3 separate regions of the Sus scrofa genome follow, and all the other regions are linked to region 1. Evidence: chromatin contacts called from public Hi-C and promoter capture Hi-C data. All regions are on one chromosome and are shown on one strand. The core of a region is the stretch at or near the end of the contact, and the rest is flanking DNA. Distances in the headings are between cores, read along the strand shown. Region 1 overlaps SCP2 (sterol carrier protein 2). Region 2 holds the start of SCP2 (sterol carrier protein 2). Region 3 overlaps SLC1A7 (excitatory amino acid transporter 5).

Region 1 (4,580 bases), core at 618-3,117:
GCTACAGCTCTGATTAGACCCCTAGCCTGGGAACCTCCATATGCCGTGGGAGGGGCCCTAAAAAGACAAAAGACAAAAAAAAAAAAAAAATCATTACATGGAGTTCCTGTCATGGCTCAGCAGTTAACAAATCTGACTAGTATCCATGAGGACACAGGTTTGATCCCTGGCCTCGCTCAGTGGGTTAAGGATCCGGTGTTGCCGTGAGCTGTGGTGTAGGTCATAGATGCAGCTCGGATCCTGCATTGCCGTGGCTGTGGCATAGGTGTGGCTACAGCTCCAATCTGACCCCTAGCCTGGGAACCTCCATGTGCCTCGGATGTGGCCCTAAAAAGAAAAAAAAAAAAATTACGTCATGTGGAATTACCTGTTTTTAAAATGTGTTAACTATATATTCTATAAAAATATACAGATATTGCTTAGAAATGAGGAATGGCAGTTAAATTTCTTGAGAAGGTTGGGGTTATATAGGAAGCTGTCACAGGTACTTGGGAATCAGGTTTCATGGTTGGGGATGTGGGTGGAAGAACAGATATTGTAGGCAGACTTGTGTAGCTCTGCCTCCAGGATGTTGAAACCAGTCTATCCTGAAAGAATGTTCTTAGCTATCCTTGAAGAGCTAGTGTGAGAGAGAAAAAGAATGTAAATTAGGAGGCTTGTATTTAATCTCAACTCTAGAATTAGCCTGCTTTGTAACCATTCACAAATAACTTAATCTTACATTTCTCACTGCTAACTTTGTACCTAAGCAAGGGCTCCTGTGCCAGACTTGGATGGTGGGTGTTTGCAGCAAAGTAAGGGTTTATTTGCAAGGCACCAAGCAAGGGAGCCGGAGGCAAGTTTCAGATTCACTCCTTCTTGGTCTTTGAGTTAGGGCTGTTTTAAAGAGAAAGAACAAAGAAACTGGAATTAATCATTGTCCTGAGACATTTCTTTATCTGATTTTGGGAGTCAGAATGTGGTTTATGAGTCTCTGGCCAGGTGGTCCATGGCTCCAGGGGTCTCTGAGCTCATCTTGCCCTGGAAAAACCACCTGCATTTGAAGGTTAATGATATCTACACAGCTATTTTTGTATAGTAGGATGTTATCAACAGTAACAGTTTTAGTCATCTGACTCTGGTTGATTAGTATTCAGTTAGTACAGGAATGAGGAGACAAGAAAGGGATAGAGGTCACAGGAGACAAGGAAGGGAATAAAGTTTTGGATAGAGAAATTTATCATAAACCCAGTAAGGTAACTTCAGTTTTGGGGGGCTCGGTTTCAGCATTATTAAGTTCTCTCCAGCTCTAAAAATCTGCTTTTATTATCCAGGGGACAAATGCTTTTTTTTTTTTTTTTTTTTAAATCCAGTGCTATTCTTGTGAATAGCTGTGAATAGATCTGGGAAACAGTTCAGTTCATCCTTTCTAGGAATTCTTTGAGAAGAATAGGAAAAGTCCTCGTGCTAGCTAAATTTTTAGGGAAAGCCAACTCCCACATCCTAGATTGTTTTCTTTTGATACATTAACAGTGGTAAGAATTAAATTATTTTTAGGCCATTCGGCCTGAGCCAGAGCACTGTACCTTCAGCGTTTTCGCTTTGAACATTGCCCCCCAAATGCCAGGTTGGATATATTTAAAGAGCACAGGGAATTTCTTAAGCCTGAGTATTGGCTAAATACAGAGATTACTGCGGAAGAAAAAGTAACTAACTACAAAACCCCTCCAGGCTTGTAGGAGAAGTTCCTGTCTAGGCAGATTTCGTCTTGGCGGAATGAAACGGTTTAATTGAAAGCCACAGTTGGCAGCCCTCGTCTGGCTTGAGAAAGCCGATTGGGGCCGCTTTCTAAACCAACGGGATCTGACGGCTCTGTGTTCGATTTGTTAGGTCTGGCTCAGTGCGCCGAACTCTGCTGGCAGCTGAGAGGGGAAGCCGGGAAGAGGCAAGTTCCTGGTGCAAAGGTTGCTCTGCAGCATAATTTGGGCCTTGGAGGAGCTGCGGTTGTCACGCTGTACAGGATGGGTTTTCCTGAAGCTGCCAGGTAAGTGGCACTCTGGTTTTGCATGGCAGTGAATCCTTCTGACTCTCCGCAACTAATGGCGTTGTGCATGTTTTCCAAAAGTCCTAATTTTATTGTCTTCGTACTCAAAGAACAGGTATCTCATTGCGTGGCTGTCGTAGCACGGCTTAAACACTTTAAAACTGGCAGTTAACTTTTAAATGTCACCAGCCTTAGGAAAATTTTGTTCATGAAGGAGGCAGCGTAGGCAAGAGTGGCGGACTAGACGCGGGAGCTGGCTGGGTCCTTGTCTCAGCCCTGCCAACCTGAGTAGTTTTCATTTAGGCAAGTCATTTTTTGGTTTCCTTTCTCACAATTTGCTTTCTCCCCATGGCCTCTGAGATTGTTTGGAGAAAGTCATCAAATATGCTGATTGCATCTCTGCAGATTGATGTTTCTGAATCCAGTGAAGCCCTCGCTGCTGCCAGAATCCTTCCTGTTCGTCTCTTGTTGGTTTTCTTCCTGCCCTTGTCTAATGCCTGTGTTCCTCCAGTCTCCACTTTCTTTTCCAAGGCTTTCAGGATCCCTCCTCTTCCTTACTCTTCTCAGAGAAGTGCTCATCCTTCCCAGAGGAAAAAAAAAGTCCCATTTCCTTTCCTTTGCATGCTTTTGTTTCCAACCACTTTCTGTAATTTTGTTCCACATGTTAAGTATACCCCTCTTTTGAATCTTTCTGTTTTTGCGTTTTCATTGACCCCTTTCCCTCTGTCAGCAAACGTGTTCAGGTCTTCTGTATTCTAGAAATCTACTTTGATTATAAAGATTAAGAATACCTTAATTATTCTCTTTCATGATGAACCTTTTATATTGAACCACTTTTGTTTTTCTATTTTGAAATGCCTTTAGTTTCTTATCTCATCACGGAGGTCAGGTGAGGCCAGCAGTGATCTGATTATGAAGTGCTCTGGCCTTTATTTTCTGGTCTTTAACCCTGCAGTAGCTAGCAACACTGATTGGCTCCCTTTTCCCCCCGAATTCTTGGTAATTATTTTTTCATTTTTTCCACACTTTTGGTTCTACAGAGGGTATGTGACACACTTTTTTTTTTTTTTTAACAGAATCCGTTATATTCTCATGTTTTAGAAGCTTTTGAGTCTCTTCTGTCTTCTTTCTCTGCCTGGAATATTCTGTTGTGAAAATTGTGTCTTCCTATTAAGACCAATCTTAGGTAGCTTCTCCCTTTGAATATCCAAAGCACTTTGTAACTCTTGGGTCCCTGTCTGATTTCTGTTTAGTTGTAGTGCATCTAGATTGGTTTTTTTAAAAATCCCATTTGTTATGTGAAAGCCTTGAGATAAAAACTGTGACCTCCCCACCCCTCTGTTTCCTGAATTGGATCAAATAAAAAGCTGTTAAGGTGTTGAAGTTTAAGTTTCCTCCTAAATCTGATTCATTAGTTTTATACTGTCCTCTGAAATTCCTAGTTCGTATTTGGAGTTGAAAATCCTCAGTAAAAGCCACACTATCAAGAGCTACCAGAGTCAGCACATTAGTATAGCTATCTAATTTGCTCAGAATAGATTCTGTAGTTTGGACAATAAATTCTATTTTATTTATTTATGTATTTGCTTTTTTTTTTTTTTTTTTTTTTAGGACTGCACCCACATATGGAGGTTCCCAGGCTAGGGGTCCAATCAGAGCTACAGCTGCCAGCCTGTGCCACAACCACAGCAATGCCAGATCCAAGCCTTGTCTTTGACCTACACCACAGCTCACGACAATGCCAGATCCTTAACCCACTGAGCGAGGCCAGGGATCAAAACCACAAGCTCATGGTTCCTAGCCAGATTTGTTTCTGCTGTGCCACGACAGGAACTCCAGTAAATTCTGTTTTAAATGTGGAAGTCTCATGGTTTTTTCATTTTCAGAGACTAAGCGATTGGGAGATAGAATTGTTCACAATAACTATAGTTGCTGTTTCTGGGAAGGAAGAAGTATGAAAAAATCCAAATGATGTGTTAATGACAGAAAGAAATTGCCTTCGAACATTGAAGATATTTTTGATAGTTTTAGTGATAGAACATAATCTACTTCAAAGGCCAAAGCTGGGAAAATAATTCTAACTCTGATGGTACAAGTATAGTTTTAAAATGAGGTTTGGCTTTAAACAAAGTAATTTTAAGGTACTCATTGCACCTGATCTGATTTCCTTAGTTTCTTCTTTAGCTAACTTTGATGGAGCAGCTGCTATGTGCCTGGGCCCCTAAGAATGGCCCTCTGAGTATGTGGAGAAGGCAGACATACTTTTATCAAATGCTCTAGAAGCCCAGAGGAAGAAATGTTTATGAAGTTGTTAAATGTGAACTCAGATGACTAGGGTTGTCCAGCAGAAGAATAGAGGAAGGGCATTCTAGGCCTATAAATAGGAACAGACGTTTGAAAATACCAGATTTGGCAAGTGGTTGTACTATGTGGTGGGTAGAGGGCAGAGTCAGTAATACACAGGTGGCAGGAGAGGCATCCGTGACAGATCGGATCAAGGTTTTGAAATGCTTCAGATGCTATGCTCAGCAGTTTGAAACTTATCTTACAGAATATG
Region 2 (4,351 bases), core at 946-3,445, 90 kb before region 1:
CCATTAGAGCCTCCTAATGAGACTGCATACCCCCAACTCACCAATGGGGTATGGCTCCTCAGAACTGCTATTATAGGGAGAAATTGTCTTGCGAGGCGGGGAGGACGGTTTAATGTTTCAGTTGGAAGCCTAACATGATTATAAGGCCGAAGGTATTATGATCTGACTGCCCAAAAGACTCAATGGTGGTCATCCTCTAATCGCTCAGAGCCCAAGCCTAATCCCTTGTCTAACTTTTCCCACCTTCGACAAGCATGGGAAGATATCAGTACTAATATCCAGTGGCAGCCACCAAAGGGATTATATTGGATTTGTGGAAAAATGGCCTATTCCATACTCCCCCCAACTTGGGCTGGGGCATGTGTACTGGGAACAATCAGACCTTCCTTCTTCCTGCTCCCACTGTCACTAGGAGAGCAACTGGGAGTTCCTATATATAGGGCACAGGGTGCCCAGAGAGACCGGAGGGCTCTCCAAATTGGAGAGTGGAAAGATGATAAATGGCCCCCAGAACGGATAATTCAATATTATGAACCTGCCACCTGGGCAGAGGATGGCTCTTGGGGATATCGCACCCCTATCTATATGCTGAACCGCATCATCAGACTACAGGCGGTTTTGGAACTTATAACAAATGACACTGCAAGGGCCTTGACTATATTGGCCCAACAACAAACTAAAATGTACAGTGCAATCTACCAAAATCGCTTGGCCTTGGATTATTTGCTTCTGAAGGAGGGGTTTGTGGAAAATTTAACTTAAGTAATTGCTGTCTACAAATAGATGACACCGGAAAGGTGGTAGAAGAAATTGCTGACCGCATGACTAAACTAGCCCATGTACCTGTACAAACTTGGAAAGGATGGGATGCAGACAGTCTCTTTGGTAAATGGTTCTCTTGGTTGGGAGGAATTAAGACAATGGTCGGAATAGTCATGGTTATACTCGCAGGGTGCCTACTTGTTCCCTGCCTTGTACTTCTCCTGATAAATATTGTAAAATGTTTTATAAAGACCATGGTTGAAAGAAAAACAGCCTCCCACCTGCTACTTATTAGAGGCTACCAAAGGGTTATGCCTGATGATGATGTGTAAAGGGTGCAGATGCGCCCTGAACATCAAGAGGGGGAATGAAATGGAGCTTTAATTAAAGAACAACCCCCCCCTTGGCCAAGACAGCTAAAGCCTTTCCAGCTGGCTAATCATTATGCCACCCTTCTCGTAATAATGTAACAACTGTGTGCTCTCTGTCCAAGCCAGCAGCCCTGCTAATCAGGTACCCAGCATTGCTTATCAGTTCTGCTTCTGTAACCTTGCTTGCTCAGTTTCTTAGGGAGGGACACTGTCTGCTTGGGGATGGGGGAGGTCCGGGATGCTTACATGGGAAAATCAAGACCTTGTAGTGTATAAAAGTTACTGAGAACAAAGACCTGGTGCTCAGACTCTGGAGGTGACTCCTCTGAGCCCGCACCGGTGCTGAATAAACCTTGCTTTTCCATATCTCCGAGTGCTGTTTGTCTCCTTCCGTTGCCACAGTTTTTGCGGTTTCCGCAACACCTTCAGCTAGGCTCCAGGGACAGGTAGGGAAAGTGGAAAGGGGGTATTCTTCTCCCCTTCTCTGATTAGCTGGAGATTTTACTAAGTAGACCCATTCTTTGCTGCCTAGGCCAGGGAGGCTCTTTAGAATCACCTGGGGGATACTTTCTAAATATTGATGCCTAGGCTCTACCCCCCCAGGGGACTCTGATTCAGTAGTGTGGGCTCCGGATGTGGGTGTTTTGAACCTATGGTGATTTTTATTAAGGGTGGCATGGCGTATGTAAATATACATTATCTTTTAGGCCTTTTGAAAAATAATAAAAACCGCCTGTGATCTGAGGGTCCACTTGGTTCAATTCCCCTCCCGGGGCTAAGGACGTCTCCGGCAAAGCGCAGGCCCCCACCCCCACCCCCACCCCCACCCCAACGGTGAACTCCAGCTAAGCTTAGCGCTTGCCCACCGCGGGTTCCCTTAACACTCCCCGCCCTCAAAGGAGCAGGCCCCGCCCCCGTCCCCGCGCAGGCGCACGGCGCCTACCTGCTTCCGGTGCACTGCTACTTAAGCGCTGGGGGCGTAGGCGCTGTCAGCCTGCGACCGAGTCGGGCAGGCTGTGTGACATTCGCTGTGCCATCCTGTACCTGGAACCGTTTGAGCTATGCCTTTGGCCACGTCTCTGCCCCGCCGTGTATTTGTGGTGGGGGTCGGCATGACCAAGGTAAACAGAGCAGTGGGACCCCCGCAGGTGGGCATATCGGGGCTTGGCGTTGTGTCAGTCGGTCCTGCCTACCCGGAGGGCGCCCTGGGCACCCCATCGCCCAGCTCGGCCTTGGCCTTGGCCCTGGGGGCGACAGAGTGGCGACTCGGGTAGGTTGTGAGATGGGTTGTGATGTAAGCTGACTTTGCAGGATCGTAATGTCGCAGGCTTGTTCCTTTGGCCGTACGTTCCTCCGTTCCTTTTCCTCCCTGGATGTCGCTGTTTGTGAAGGATCCCCGAGATAACCCAAAGTCCGTAGCACCTTTGAATCTGAGTGGAATCGTAAGGTTTGTGGATCTTTGATTGTGGCAAGGCCCGCTTGACACCCGAAAGGAGAGCAGGTCGCCAGTTTGCACTTCCATGAATATTCCCTGTGGGTCCCTTCTCAGGGCCTGTTCCAAGTGTGGATGAGAAGGAGAGGCGTGAGTGATGCTCCGCGTCTCGCCACGCGTGGCGGGTTTTCTGGATCTTCTAACCTTTGTGTTTCTCAGGGGGTGCACGGCGTGGTATTCAGGAGGCCAGAGGCTCCCCTTACCGTCTCAGTTCTTGGCACCCGCACCAGCCCTGTTCTCCAATAACGCCAAACCGCCTTTTTCGCACCACACATTTTTTATGCCTCGGATGCTTTGCTTTCTATTGTTTTCACTACTTGTCTTCACTTGGTTCACTTATTCGCATTTTTAAAAGATTAATTCAGATCTTCTCCAAGAAGCCTCTGATCCTCCTGACTTTCCCACAGAGCTCTGTACTTACCTCTGTCTTAGTACTTCCTATTTTATACTGAAATTCCATTTATATGCCTATATTAGCATGTCAGATCTTCCAAGTGAGTGTACCTTGCCTAATTCATTGCTATACCTCTAGCACCTTGAAAATGCCTCGTGCCCGAAGACCCTCAGTGAATGTTAGTTAAACAAATATTAAATGGATATGCTTTCTGAAAGAGAGTTCCTAGAAGAAGTTCTCTTTCTGAGGAAAAAGGCTTAGGCTTTTATTATCTTACCCAGTGGGCTGAGAGTACACACAGCAATCAAAACATATAAATAGATAACTCAAGTAATACCTTTTTTTTTCCCTCTCTTTTTGTCTTTTTAGGCCCACACCCGCGGCATATGGAGGTTCCCAGGCTAGGGGTTGAATCGAAGCTGTAGCCACCGGCCTACACCAGAGCCATAGCAACGCCAGAGCCGAACCTCGAGTCTGTGACCTACACCACAGCTCATGGCAGTGCTGGATCCTTAACCCACTGAGCGAGGCCAGGCATCGAACCCACAACCTCATGGTTCCCAGTCGGATTCGTTAACCACTGAGCCACAACGGGAACTAATTTATTTATTTATTTTTCAAGTAATACATTATGAAGTAGACACTTGGAGATCATCCGATTGTCGTGGGAGATGGGGCTTCTGGTATAGGTGGACAGTAAGACCTTTTAAAGTGTATTGATGCAGTCATATCCTCCACCATGGGCTGTTAAATGCCTGGTTATATTGTCTGTGTAGAAAAGCACTGAGTTTTCTAACTCTTTGGGAAATAGATATTTTTATTTTTCCTCAAGTTGGGAGGTGGAGGTGTGGGAGGTGTTAGTTAACAATTTTCAGGGAGGAAATTGGGAGTAGGGAGAGTAGCTTTCTTGATGTGCTTACTAGACCAGTGAGTGTACTTCCCTCTGGATTTTGATCTTTTGGAACTTGGAAGAGGGTTTAATGAAGAGGAGCTTAGGGCGTTCCCGTCGTGGCGCAGGGGTTAATGAAAAAAGAGGGAGCTTAGTAGATTATACTTTAAGCACTGTTTGTAGGTCGAAACTGGTCGGATTTCTGTGTTGTGGTTCTTAATTTAAATAGCTGAATTCCTAGACTGCTTGAAGTTCTCTCTCTTTTTTTAATTAAAGCTTTCTTAATGAGGTTTGTTTTTTTTTTTCTTTTTGTCTTTTGTTGTTGTTGTTGTTGCTATTTCTTGGGCCGCTCCGGTGACATATAGAGGTCCCCAGGCTAGGGGTTGAATCGGAGCTGTAGCCACCAGCCTACGCCAGAGCCACAGCAACGCAGGATCCGAGCC
Region 3 (4,635 bases), core at 1,048-3,547, 95 kb after region 1:
ATGATGGGCTTCCCACTCTGCCCCGTTGTCTCCTTCTGGGCCGCGCCACCCGGGTGGATGATGGAGACCATGACGATGCCCACGATGACTGCCACGAAGGTGGTCCACAGGTAGTACGCCACAGTGAGGATGCCCAGGCGGCTGGAGGTCTTGGCATCCAGGGAGGCGAGGCCGGACATCAAGCTGGGAGAGCGATGCGGGTCAGCGTCTGAGGCTGGGCAGGCTAGGCACCCAGATGTGCCCACGGTGACCCCTCCTGGCTCTGCCCAGCACCCTCACAGCACTCCAGGGAGTGTGTGGGTCTGGGGACCCCCCGCCCCCAGCCTCTCGCCGCTCCGCCCCTCCGCCTTGCCCAGCATCCTCGGCCACGTCCGTTCACACCTCTAGTCCTTCCCCGTCCTCTTCCCTTGTCCGGTGTCCTCTTTTTTTCCTTTTTCTTTCTTTCTTTCTTTTCTTTTTTTTTTTTAGTCTTTTTGCCTTTTCTGGGGCCGCTCCTGCGGCATATGGAGATTCCCAGGCTAGGGGTCTAATCAGAGCTGTAGCCACCCGCCTACACCCCAGCCACAGTAACACGGGATCCGAGCCACGTCTGTGACCTACAGCACAGCTCACGGCAACGCTGGATCCTCAACCCACTGAGCAAGGCCAGGGATCGAACGCACAACCTCGTGGTTCCTAGTCGGATTCATTTCCACTGCACCACGAAGGGAACTCCGCGGTGTCCTCTTAGCAGCTCCCTTCCTTGCCCAGCGCCTACCCAGCAGGTAAGACCAAGCTCCGTGCCATCTCTTTGGCGAAATCTTTTTGGACTACCTGCCTCTCCCACAGAGTTAGGAGCCTATCCTGGGGTCCCACAACCCTGGCCTTCTCTCTGTCATGACCCTGGTTGTCATTGTCACCATCTGTCTCTCTCATCAGACTGAGGACATGTGAGAAAAAGGGCTTCTCTGTGGGTCCCCAGTGCCCCGTGTGAGCTCCGGCGGCAGCCTTCGGCATGGTTACTGGGGCTTCTGAATGAGCTAATGAGTAAGAGTGAGCGACCGAGTGCCCTGGGTCCTCGTCCCAGCTCTGCCCCTTGGCTATGTCACCTCGGGCCAGCAAGTCACTCCCTCATCTCTGGGCCTCAGGATCCCCATCTATAAAATGGGGCCGTGGTTAGCTTTTTCCCCCGAGGGGTGCCACCCTGTGGCCATCGTGGGTTAGTGCCAGGGCCCAGGTTCCCCTGGTGGGGGGGTGTATGGAGGGGCTTGTGAGTTTCCTCTGGGCTCCTCTGCACCTCTGCCTGCCCTGACCCCGGCTCTCTGCCCACTGAGCTGGTCAGCCCTGGACCAGCGGGGCGGGGTGGGGAGTGAGAGAGTCATTAAGGAGATACTTTCACTTTGCTTTGCTGCCAAAAGCCTTTTTTCCCCAAAGCCCTTTCATTCTTTCAGATAAAGGAAGTATTTGTCATTTGTCTGGTTTTAATCATGTAAACAAGAGCAGATAATCCCCCCTCCTCTTAATCATAAGGCCACAGCAGGCAGCTCTAGCATCAGGGCTGAGCCCCAAAAGCCTCTCCCTAACCCTCCCCCCAGCCCTGCTGCACCCGCTGCCTGTGAGCGCCCTGCTCTCCCCCGCTTGCTGTTGCAAAGCCTCACGCCTCTTTGAAGACACAGTTTAAGGGTCCCCTCCTCCAGGAAGCCTCCCCTGACCACCAGGCAGGGGTAAGGCCCCTTCTCTGGGCTCCCGCAACCCCTGTGCTGCCCTCTGTCCCAGCCCCTCCTCACTGAGCTGGTGACTATTTACTGGAAGCGCCTTCGGGGCTGGGGCGGAGTCTGATTCAGGGCTGGGCTCACAGAGCCAGGCTGGGGTCCCCACTGGAGTGTAGTTTGCAGAAGGAAGGAGTGAATGAATGAATGAGTCGATGTCCCCTCACTTTCCATTCATCCCTGTCTGCCAGGACACCATATGTTAGGGACGGGCTTAGGGTAGGTCTTAGATAAAAATCCTGAAGGGCTCATAATGAGATTGCGTGACCAGGGGAAATGGGGGGCACACGGAAACATTATCCACAAGAAATCATCCCCCGACCAGGGCCAGCAAATCAGCCCAGGGCCAAACAGCCCTCTGACCACGACAGAAGCCCCCACAGCCACGTTCCATGACCTCAGGCTACAGGGAGGCCCCGGCCCCGAGAGGAGGCCCTGCCCAAGGTCATTCAGGACCCTGGTGCCCGGCTGGACCAGAACTCAGTCCCCAGCTCCAGGCCTGTCCTCTTTCATCCATGTAGTTACTCAGTAATTTAGCCCCTGGCTCTGCGCCATGCCCTGTGCCCACAAGACAGAGATCAAAACCAGTCCTCAACCTCAAGCAGCTCCTGGTCTGGCAGGGGGTGGTGGGGGAGAAAGACAAAGCCCACAGGACAGCAGTGGACTCAAGTAAGCTGTGGAGAGGGCAGATGCATCAGTACCCCTAGACAGGGGACAAGGCCATGCTCTCTTTATTCAGAGGAGCGAGGGATGGCTTCTAGTCCGGAGAATCAGGGAGGGCTACCTGGAGGAGGGGGCATTTGGGTTGGTTCTCGAATGATGAGGAGGATTTGGAAGGGGCAGCTGTGCTAGGCAGTGGGGCACCAGAAGCCAGCAGGGAGGCTGAGAGGCTGGAAAGTGAGGGGACATTGTGCTGTTTAATGAGGTCAGAGTCAGGTCATGTTTGAGGTTCAGTCACATGTGGGGCAGCAAAGATAGACTGAGCTCAGGAGTGGAATGCGGCCCTGCGAGCCAGGCCGGGGGGGGCATCCAGGGCAGAGTGGGGTCCAACACAACCCACGTAGAAGAATTTGCTGATGTCTGAGAAGGAAGAACTTAGCATTCCTTAGGATCTCAGAATATCAAAATAAACAAAACACACAGGGAGGTCACTGAAATGGTAGATGCAGAGGAAAAACCTGGCACCAATTTAAAACATCAACGTAGATTAGACGAAAAGTTGCAGCATAGGAGTTCCCGTCGTGGCTCACTGGTTAACGAATCCGACTAGGAACCACGAGGTTGCAGGTTCGATCCCTGGCCCCGCTCAGTGGGTTAAGGATCTGGCATTGCCGTGAGCTGTGGTGCAGGTCAAAGACGCGGCTCGGATCTGGTGTTGCTGTGGCTGTGCTGTAGGCCGGCAGCAACAGCTCCAATTCGACCTCTAGCCTGGGAACCTCCATATGCCTCGGATGTGGCCCTAAAAAAAAAGTAAAAAAAAATTAAAAAAGAGACATATTGCAGTTAAATACTCAACAAAAAAGAAGGGATGCGTCACTGGCAAGATGTTCCTATTTAAGTGGAGAAACCAAGGCGCAGATGGTTTGCAGCTCTGCCCGGAGCCCTGGAGCCACGGTGACACAGACCCCCATAGGTTTGTGTCCAGATGACCTCAGAGGTGCTTGACAGACGGTGCAGGAGACGGGTGCAGGTGGAAATCAGATCTCAGGAAGGGGCAAAGGGCCCCTGAGAAGGCCACCTCGAGGAAGAAGAGGTCTAATACGGGGGCAGTGCCAACTCAGGGACAGCCTGGACGCGGTAAGGGCAGGAGTGTGGGTTCTGGATAGAGCCGGGGGGTGGGGTGGGGGGGTCTGCAGGGAGGGTTAGGTCACGTGGCACAGGGGCTGTGGAATGGAGAGGCCCGTGGATAAACCAGACAGAGTTCCATCATCGGGACCCCTGCATCTACTCTGGAACCTCACTCCCTGTCCCCAAAGTGGAAAGCCTTTTCCTACTGGCTGAGAGGTGAGCAGCAGACGTGGGAGCCCTGGGTGGTGGGGTGGAGGAAGGAGACCCCTGGCAACAGCTGACAGAGGCAGACCTCTCCAGACTGGTGCCAGCTGTGCCAGCATGATTGCGGGTGATGGCAGAGGCCGAGGAGGACGGGAGCTAAGTGTGGAGAGGGCCTGGACTCCACGGGAGACAGCAGCTACTCCCAGAGCTCAAAGAACAGGAAAGGAAGTTCAAGGCCCTGCCATTTGGCTAATGGGGCTCCAGACTTTGGGGCAAAGCTGTTAAAGGGATCTTTCGGAGAAACTACAAGCCGGGGTTTGGGGCGGGGTGGGGGGGTTCTGCAGGGAGCGTCATGTCGCATGGACCTGCACAGCTAAACAACTAGAAAAAGTTTCAACGTGGCTGTCTTTGGGTGGCGGGGTTATGGGTAATTTTGTTTTATTTATTTACTTTGTTTTTTGTCTTTTTAGGGCCGCACTGTGGCATATGGAGGTTCCCAGGCTAGGGGTCAAATTGGAGCTGTAGCCACCAGCCTACACCACAGCCACAGCAACCCAGGATCCGAGCCGCATCTGCAACCTACACCACAGCTCAAGGCAATGCCGGATCCTTAACCCACTGAGCAAGGCCAGGCATCGAACTCAAGTCCTCAGGAATACTCGTTGGGTTCGTTAACCACTGAACCACGATGGAAATTCTGGTCATTTTGTTTTAAGTGTTCCACATTCTTGCTTATTTCTAGAACGAGCTTGGCTTATTTGTATGAAGAAAAACACAGCCCCTCAAGTACCAGCAGCCCAGAACCCATAATTTGGCTCCGGCTTAACTGTCCCCCAAAGGTGAACTTCTATCTTATTTGTTTTGTTTTGGTTCCTTTTTTTGGCCACACCTGCAG

What was found. Promoter capture Hi-C pulls out the DNA fragments that hold promoters and counts their contacts. A called contact is a pair of places that touch in the nucleus more often than the background predicts.
Region 2: a promoter capture Hi-C map of liver shows a contact between it and region 1, with 2.9 times the contacts expected there. The contact joins the promoter of SCP2 here to the enhancer-like site in region 1. A contact is called at or near these places in 1 of 5 promoter capture datasets (liver), 2 of 47 Hi-C or Micro-C datasets (fetal liver and heart right ventricle) and 1 of 2 datasets of contacts at active chromatin or transcription factors (alveolar macrophages).
Region 3: a Hi-C map of liver shows a contact between it and region 1, with 3 times the contacts expected there. The contact joins two enhancer-like sites. A contact is called at or near these places in 1 of 5 promoter capture datasets (liver), 2 of 47 Hi-C or Micro-C datasets (both in liver) and 1 of 2 datasets of contacts at active chromatin or transcription factors (alveolar macrophages).

The regions. Positions count from the first base shown.
Region 1 is chr6:159,221,773-159,226,352 of Sscrofa11.1, reverse strand. SCP2 (sterol carrier protein 2) reads left to right here. Exons shown (of 22, transcript NM_001168415.1): 17 at 1,870-2,023. Among named protein-coding and RNA genes, the nearest start is that of PODN, 45 kb to the right of the region's middle. Within about 2 kb of position 1,867, at least 50 of the 83 cell types and tissues checked have an H3K27ac peak or open chromatin away from gene starts, as enhancers often do. A contact at or near this core is called in alveolar macrophages, fetal liver and liver, where this site is marked.
Region 2 is chr6:159,312,829-159,317,179 of Sscrofa11.1, reverse strand. It overlaps SCP2 (sterol carrier protein 2), which reads left to right and starts at 2,195. Exons shown (of 22, transcript NM_001168415.1): 1 at 2,195-2,254. The coding sequence starts at 2,195.
Region 3 is chr6:159,127,378-159,132,012 of Sscrofa11.1, reverse strand. It overlaps SLC1A7 (excitatory amino acid transporter 5), which reads right to left. Exons shown (of 11, transcript XM_021096614.1): 3 at 1-183. Among named protein-coding and RNA genes, the nearest start is that of SLC1A7, 24 kb to the right of the region's middle. Within about 2 kb of position 2,297, at least 13 of the 83 cell types and tissues checked have an H3K27ac peak or open chromatin away from gene starts, as enhancers often do. A contact at or near this core is called in liver, where this site is marked.